2 separate regions of the Anser cygnoides genome follow, and region 2 is linked to region 1. A link is a contact called in public Hi-C data. All regions are on one chromosome and are shown on one strand. The core of a region is the stretch at or near the end of the contact, and the rest is flanking DNA. Distances in the headings are between cores, read along the strand shown.

The links. Hi-C and Micro-C count contacts between places; a contact is called where the count stands out from the background.
Region 2: a contact with region 1 is called in a Hi-C map of liver, with 2.7 times the contacts expected there. The contact joins the promoter of AREG here to the promoter of LOC106041911 in region 1. A contact is called at or near these places in 2 of 7 Hi-C or Micro-C datasets (both in liver).

What each region holds. Positions count from the first base shown.
Region 1 is chr4:30,411,357-30,414,536 of Taihu_goose_T2T_genome, reverse strand. LOC106041911 (albumin) reads right to left here and starts at 1,355. Exons shown (of 15, transcript XM_013190599.3): 1 at 1,213-1,355. The coding sequence starts at 1,297.
Region 2 is chr4:30,681,606-30,684,894 of Taihu_goose_T2T_genome, reverse strand. AREG (amphiregulin) reads right to left here and starts at 1,390. Exons shown (of 8, transcript XR_007167269.2): 1 at 1,216-1,390; 2 at 934-1,095. It overlaps LOC136790796 (a long non-coding RNA gene), which reads left to right and starts at 1,424. Exons shown (of 2, transcript XR_010831396.1): 1 at 1,424-1,813; 2 at 2,351-3,289. It overlaps EREG (epiregulin), which reads right to left. Exons shown (of 10, transcript XM_066996592.1): 10 at 3,053-3,172. The coding sequence ends at 3,085.

The DNA of each region.
Region 1 (3,180 bases), core at 106-2,605:
TCAAGTAATTTTTTTGATTTTAATATAATATTCACCTCTGTAATCATATTCATAACTCCTATCTTCAAAATGACTGCTGTGACTTCCTGTTAAGGGTTAGAACATGCACTTTACATAACCAACATGATCATATCTAATCTACAAATAAAGGAATGCAGCTGCAGTTTGATTAGACTAAGCATTAGTAGATTTTTCTTTCTTCAAAGACGAAATTATGAACTGGGCAGACACGTATGATTTTTTCACTGAATGCATACCATCTGTGCTCATCATGAGCAGGAAAACAGATGAGACCCTTCACTTGGTCCTGATCGTAATAAATCCAGGTTGTAGTTACAGCTTGTTCGTGATAAGAAGACTCCCACAAGATTTTCCAAACAGATACTGAGGCAGGTGGCCACAGTAATGAATTAACAAGGATAGGGCAGTCATTTTGTTCCAGAAATACCATCCCAGAAGCATTTAAAAAACACAGGGAAGGATTCATTTACCTGAACTGAAGGAATATATTTCAAAAAATGAAGGATCATCAGTAGACCTGATTTGATAAGAAGGGTTTCAATGCTGAAAATTGTAATTCAAATTTATTGCTGTTGTTCACTGGCAATTTCACACAGATTGACTGAGAAGTCAGTCTTGTTAAATTTGGCTACTTTCATGTTTCAAACAAAAATCAAAAATATCAGTGGAAAAAAAAGTCTAGGACTGCCTGCAGAAATACTTCTTTGACCAAGTTCTGGAGCTTAATAATAAAGGGAAAAACGACACTAAGTCTTCAGCTATGCCTTCCTACATCCCAGACTGAGATTTAGATTTTTGGATTTTTGACCTAGTTGTGTGAAAACCATTGGTGAGGAGCTCAGTTATAGACTGTCATTCAAAAAGCTTAGCACATCCACTTGCTCCATGCTGGAAAGTAACAGATTCTGAACGATCAACATCTATTCGTGTAATTCACTCATGGTACAAAGAGACATGTCACCAAACCTACTTGCTCAGTTAAGTAATTGTCTGGAGTATTCTACCCATCTCCTCAAGATTTCTTAATTCACTTTCTTTTCAAGTCAATCACTTTTTTCTTTTCTTTTCTCTCCCCCCCCCCCCCACCCCCCGCCTTGGATCAGGCTTGAGAGATTTGTTCACGAAATTGCATTGCAGTCATTAAGTCAATATAACAAAGACTATAGGGGCAATTAATTAATCCTTTCTTACCTGCATCTCGAGCAACTCTTTGCAGATTCCTGGACGTCGCTGAACTGAAGAGGAAAATAAATGAAATTAATGTTACCCACTTCATGGTTGCAGATTATGGTGTGGGCTAAATTATTCAGAAATGCTAGGAAGATTGAAGGGAAAACATTTTCTTATATACCTCTTCACTACCTGTTTCAGTAAAATATTAACCATAGAGCTGGCATTTGTAGATTTCCATTTGGTCTGAAGAAGATTACAAAACTTGCAATGTCCTTGCCAAAAATGAATTTGATATTATTTGTTCGTTATGTTTTACACTGGACCTTTTTGTCCTGAAAAGGTTGAACCTTCCAGCATCCAAACAGATAAAGTTTTGCGTAAATTTCCTTATCAAATTACAAACAAGGAGTTCAAGGCATCAGATCAAAATGTCATCGTCTAATCCTATAGCCGTGCTTCTTCTTTGCTACTATTTGCTCAAAAGTGCAGCAAGTTGGTACTGTACAGTAATAATTCACCTAGATAGGACTGAGTTCACATACTCATTTAAAATTACAGAGTTTTAATTTTAAATCCCCTTACAAAGACGAGATGGCAATCTCCTTAGGACAGGCTACATGCTTTCAGTCCTCCAGGGACAGAAACAAATTGAACGTTCAAGAAGGAAATACTGGTGTTTCTCACCTAGGAATGGCACAAGGCACACAAGTGAATCTAGCCTTTCATTTGGAATAAAAAAATCCATATATAAAATATAACAATTAGTGCAAAGATACAAGTAAACAGCATCTCCGATTTTAATTGTCTTCTGAATTCTTGAAGAAACAGAGAGTAAAAGTTTGAAACCAGGGAATATGAATCTCACAATATATGTAGCTCCAGGGTGGAACAATTTCATGTGGACAATAAATCTATGTCAGTAAGTTGGAAATGGCAATTTTACTCTGTGTAAGTCTTCACCTCACCCCAGATTTCTGGACATAGGCTTAGGGTAACATCCAAAAGGAGGGCTGTTAAGACAGCAAAAGGGCTGTTTGAGCACCTGATTTGGTAGATCCTATTCTGGTTTTCTGGGGGTACTGCTACTCATCAGGATCCACAAAATTGCCAAATACATCTGTAAACATTTGTAAGAGCTGTCACTTGATAATTTTTCCAATGAATTTTCATTTACCCTGACATCCTTCCAAGACTATTCTCTTTGCTATGCACCGCTCTTGTCTTTGAAAGGTTTCTGTTAATTAGTCAGTAATTTAGGAGATCAGGCACAGGAAGAATTGTGACATTTGCATGGAGTGCTTGGGCATGGTATAAAACTTAAACTACTTTTCCAGAATATTCAGTGAGAAGCTTCAAAAAATATCAAGCATAAGGCTTGATCCCTACTGAGTGCAAAGTGATGCAGTTCCACAGCAGGAAATCGTATAATGTACACTAGCTGATTTCAACTTTTTTTTAAGCATTGGGAGCTGGGGAAGAGTACACAAGAGAGCTGAACTCCTCTATATCATTCACTCAGAACAGTTTGAGCAGCCAGAAATAAATGGTTATACCGTTGACATTTCAGTCTGACCCTCAGCCTCTTTGTTAGGCTATCTTTAATACAGAATGTAAAGAAGTATTCTCATCTATTGCAGGTAATTATTCAAGTTTTCATTAACAAGAGCTGGATAAATTTCCTCTGGAGGAGACTCTCATCAGCTTGAACGAAGTTGTTAAAATTATTATATAGCCACCCAGGAAGAACTTTAAATTTCTGGCATATGATCAGCTGATAATGATATCTTGAGGGACAGGCAAAGATTGAACAACATCTTAGAACATGAAAAGCATGCCCTTCCAGACCTCTTCTGCAACTTTCCATCCTTCTGCTTTCACTACCCAGGATGCTTTCCTCATCCTTCCTGATCCCAGGTTGTCGCTACCTAATTCCCACTAACATCACAAAAGGCTTGCCTGTCTGGTTGATTCGTTATCTCCTCCTCC
Region 2 (3,289 bases), core at 141-2,640, 270 kb before region 1:
GAATCATAACAGCTTGAAGGCTCCCTCCACAGATAAACCTCATGCCAAGTAGCAGAGCTTGTCTACAAACCAACCACCTTTGGTAACAAATCTGGTTTCTGTGCAGTTAGACAACACAGAAGTCACCGAGCCAGTAGTTTTACTGGCTAAACTGCTCAGTAACTCTGACATTCCTGTTCCCCCTGAAGGTCTTGCAGTCACAGAAAGCTTGAACAAGGGTCCACACATTCCCATAAGTAATATCTGGAACATGCTCCCCTTAGTCTCATTCAAGCCTCAGGGTGTTCCCTCAGGAAAAACAGCAGTTGGATTCCATCCTAGAAGGCAACAGCACCAATTACTATCCTGTACTGAACTGCTAACCACTCATAGGAATTCCTTTAGCCCCAGCCTTCACAACTTGTCTCACAATTGTACTTAAATGAGAACCAAGAAGGTCCTCCTGTCCCTGGTCAGGTGGGCTGCTCAAATGTCCTCATTGCTTCCAGGACTGTTTAAGTGTTGGCTAAAGGACACCTAACAAGCATTTCCACAGCCACTTATGGGGTTTGCATTGGTTTCTCCTGCAAAGCTTTAGTCAACTCCAAGTCAAATAAGCATAAGACACCCAGAAAAGCCTTCAAGCAGGACAACCAGCCTCATCTCAACCCCTCTCTTGAGAGGGACAGCACCCAGCAGCCCTGCTGATGCTTCCACAGCAGCAAGGTAGTCACTCCATCACAGCTTTCCCATGAGAAAGATGAGGAAGGCAGCACAGCAGGTGCTGGGCTAACCTGCAGCTCTCACACCCCCTAACTTCACTCCCACTAAGCTCCCAAACCTGACATCCTATTTCTAACTCAACTGCTCCCAAGAGGAGCACTCCATACACGACAAGACAAGAAGGGGAAACACCAAGAAGGCGAGGCATACCCCCGGGGACCGCCGCCTCACCTCGGATCAAGTCATCCACGATGTACTGGTGGACAGGCAGCGCCTCCTCATCGTCCTCCTCCTCCTCGTAGTCGGGGCCGGACACAGCCTCCCCCTGGCGGGCCTCAGCCTCCCGCGGGCCGGGCTGGGTGCCGTTGGGCGACGAGGCGGCGGCGAGGCGGGCTGTGAGGAGAGACGGCGCCGTGAGGGGAGCACGCACCTCTTCACCCCACCCCACCCCCAACAGCCCCATAACGGCCCCAACCGCCGCTCGCGAGGCACCCTCACCACCCTCCGCCGCACCTGCGAGCACGGCCAGCGCGACGAGCAACGCCACGGCGCGCATTGGTAATCCCGGTAGCGGCGGTAGTGTCACAGGAGGCGACAGCAACGGAGGGGTGTCGCGACAGGCGGCGACGCGCAGCGCTCCATGAGGAGCCGCCCGTCGGCGCCGCTCGTTTTATAGGCGGCCGCTGCTGACGTCACCGGGCGGGGCTGCAGGTGAGGGGAGGGAGGGAGTGGGGGGGGGGCGGCGCACGCGCACCTTGCCGGCCGCGCGCGGGGGGCTCGCGCCCGCCGTTAACGGTCGCTCCCCCCTAACGGTCGCGCTTCCCCCCTCCCCCCCCCGCCCAACGGTCGCCCTGAGGGGAGCCCCCGGGGGTCGGCGGCTGCCCAGGCTCCGCGTCCCCCCCGGCGCCGTGAGGCGGAGCGGGGTTGCCATGGCGAGCCCCGTACACACACAGCCAGCCGGGTTTATGGCGGGGCACGCCTCCGCTCTTTGCTCTGCCCCCCGCTCCTCGGAGGAAGCGGGTTGGCATACAGGGCAGGAGTGTTTTTGGGGCAATAAAGGCGGTGATCGCCCTGCGTGTGGGGCCGTGGGTGTTTGCTCGGGGAGCAGGACGTGAGTAATGACTGACGAAGTAGAGGCAAGGAGGGGGGCAGCCAGCCAGGGTGGGCGCTCACCCTTGGCGAAGGGCGCCTTACTCTCCTGAGTCCCACAAAGACTTGCTTTTAGGGGACAAACCCCAGGGGTACAGGTTGTAGCGTGCTGGTGTAGGGTGGGAATGCAGAAAAGCCCTACAGGGGTGCGAGGACAGCAGATGGGTACCTCTTGGTGCCAGTCAGCACCGCAGCATGGCCCCACGAAGGCTCAGCGTGGAGCATTGGAGGGGTACGTATGGTCCCGAGCAGCTGCGTGATGGGAGCTCTCTGCATCAGGTTCCTCATCACGGGGTGTCGCAAGAGCACCCCCAGTACTCAGCTGTAAGGAGGAAGCAGAAGAGGGTGGGATGGCTGTGAGAGCCAGACAAAGCTCTGCTCTTCTAATTGGGATGCTCTGGAATCCCATTTGCAGCTCAGGGAGGTGACAGAGCCTTTGTTTAACCTGGCTGGGATCCAAGTTGCTCGGTTATTAAACCTTCTCCCCTCTTCTCTGCAGGCCAAAGGAGGACATGCAGCTCCCAGGGCTGTGTTCGGCTCTCAGGCTCACGCCAGCTCCGCGCCAAGTGCCCTGCAGTGGGTTAATCTTGGGAAGTGATGCCTGACAGCTCCGAAAAAGAAGCTGCCGAATCAGTCGCTCAGTCTGCGTTTGGGGGCAGCCTGGGGCTCAACACAGTTCCCTCCCCTCCACCTCAGACCCGAGCTACCCATCCATAACCCCTATAAGGTCCAGGGCACAGGCCAAGTGTGAGCACAGCTTCTCCAAAGGCAGAGATGCTGGCTTTTGGGGATGGGGTCTGTTCTGCCTACAAGTGGGGTTTGTTTTCTGAGAATGGCCAAATAGAGCTGCCTAAGTTGAAACCTTTCCTGTCCCTCGCCTGACGTGCTCAAAGCTGGATCCGCAGGTGGGGGACTACAGCTTCCCTGCGGAGTTTTCTTTTTTGCTGCCATTAAAATGAAGTAAATTTCTCCCTGCCTTTGTTAGAGAGAAACTTACTGGGAACGCTTTGAGGTAATTCTTTCAAGCTCAGTCCAAGAAGCACTGAAAACTTCAACCTCATGCTGTGCTTGGCAAATTGCTAAGCAAGTGAAAATAGAAGCTAACCGGGGGAAAGGTTGAATGACCTGAGAGCAATTGACTGTGTTACCTGCACTGTTTAGAGACCAAACATGGCACATCCAGCTCCTGACTCACTGACCTCGCTCCTGAAATCTCCAACCAATGGCTCCGCTTCACCAGCTGGCAGCAGCAAGGAATTTGGCTCGGCATGCTACAAATTTGTTAGGCATTTCGCTGACTTCCTCCTGCCTCTCCTGCTTCCTGCAAGAAAAACGGGTGGCCGGGCATAAACTAGCACAGCTCAGGAATCTCCTCTTACAGCTTCTCCCTGTGAAATGCTTTAGAAGTGCTGGTGGCCACAGCAAAGGCACGAGAGCG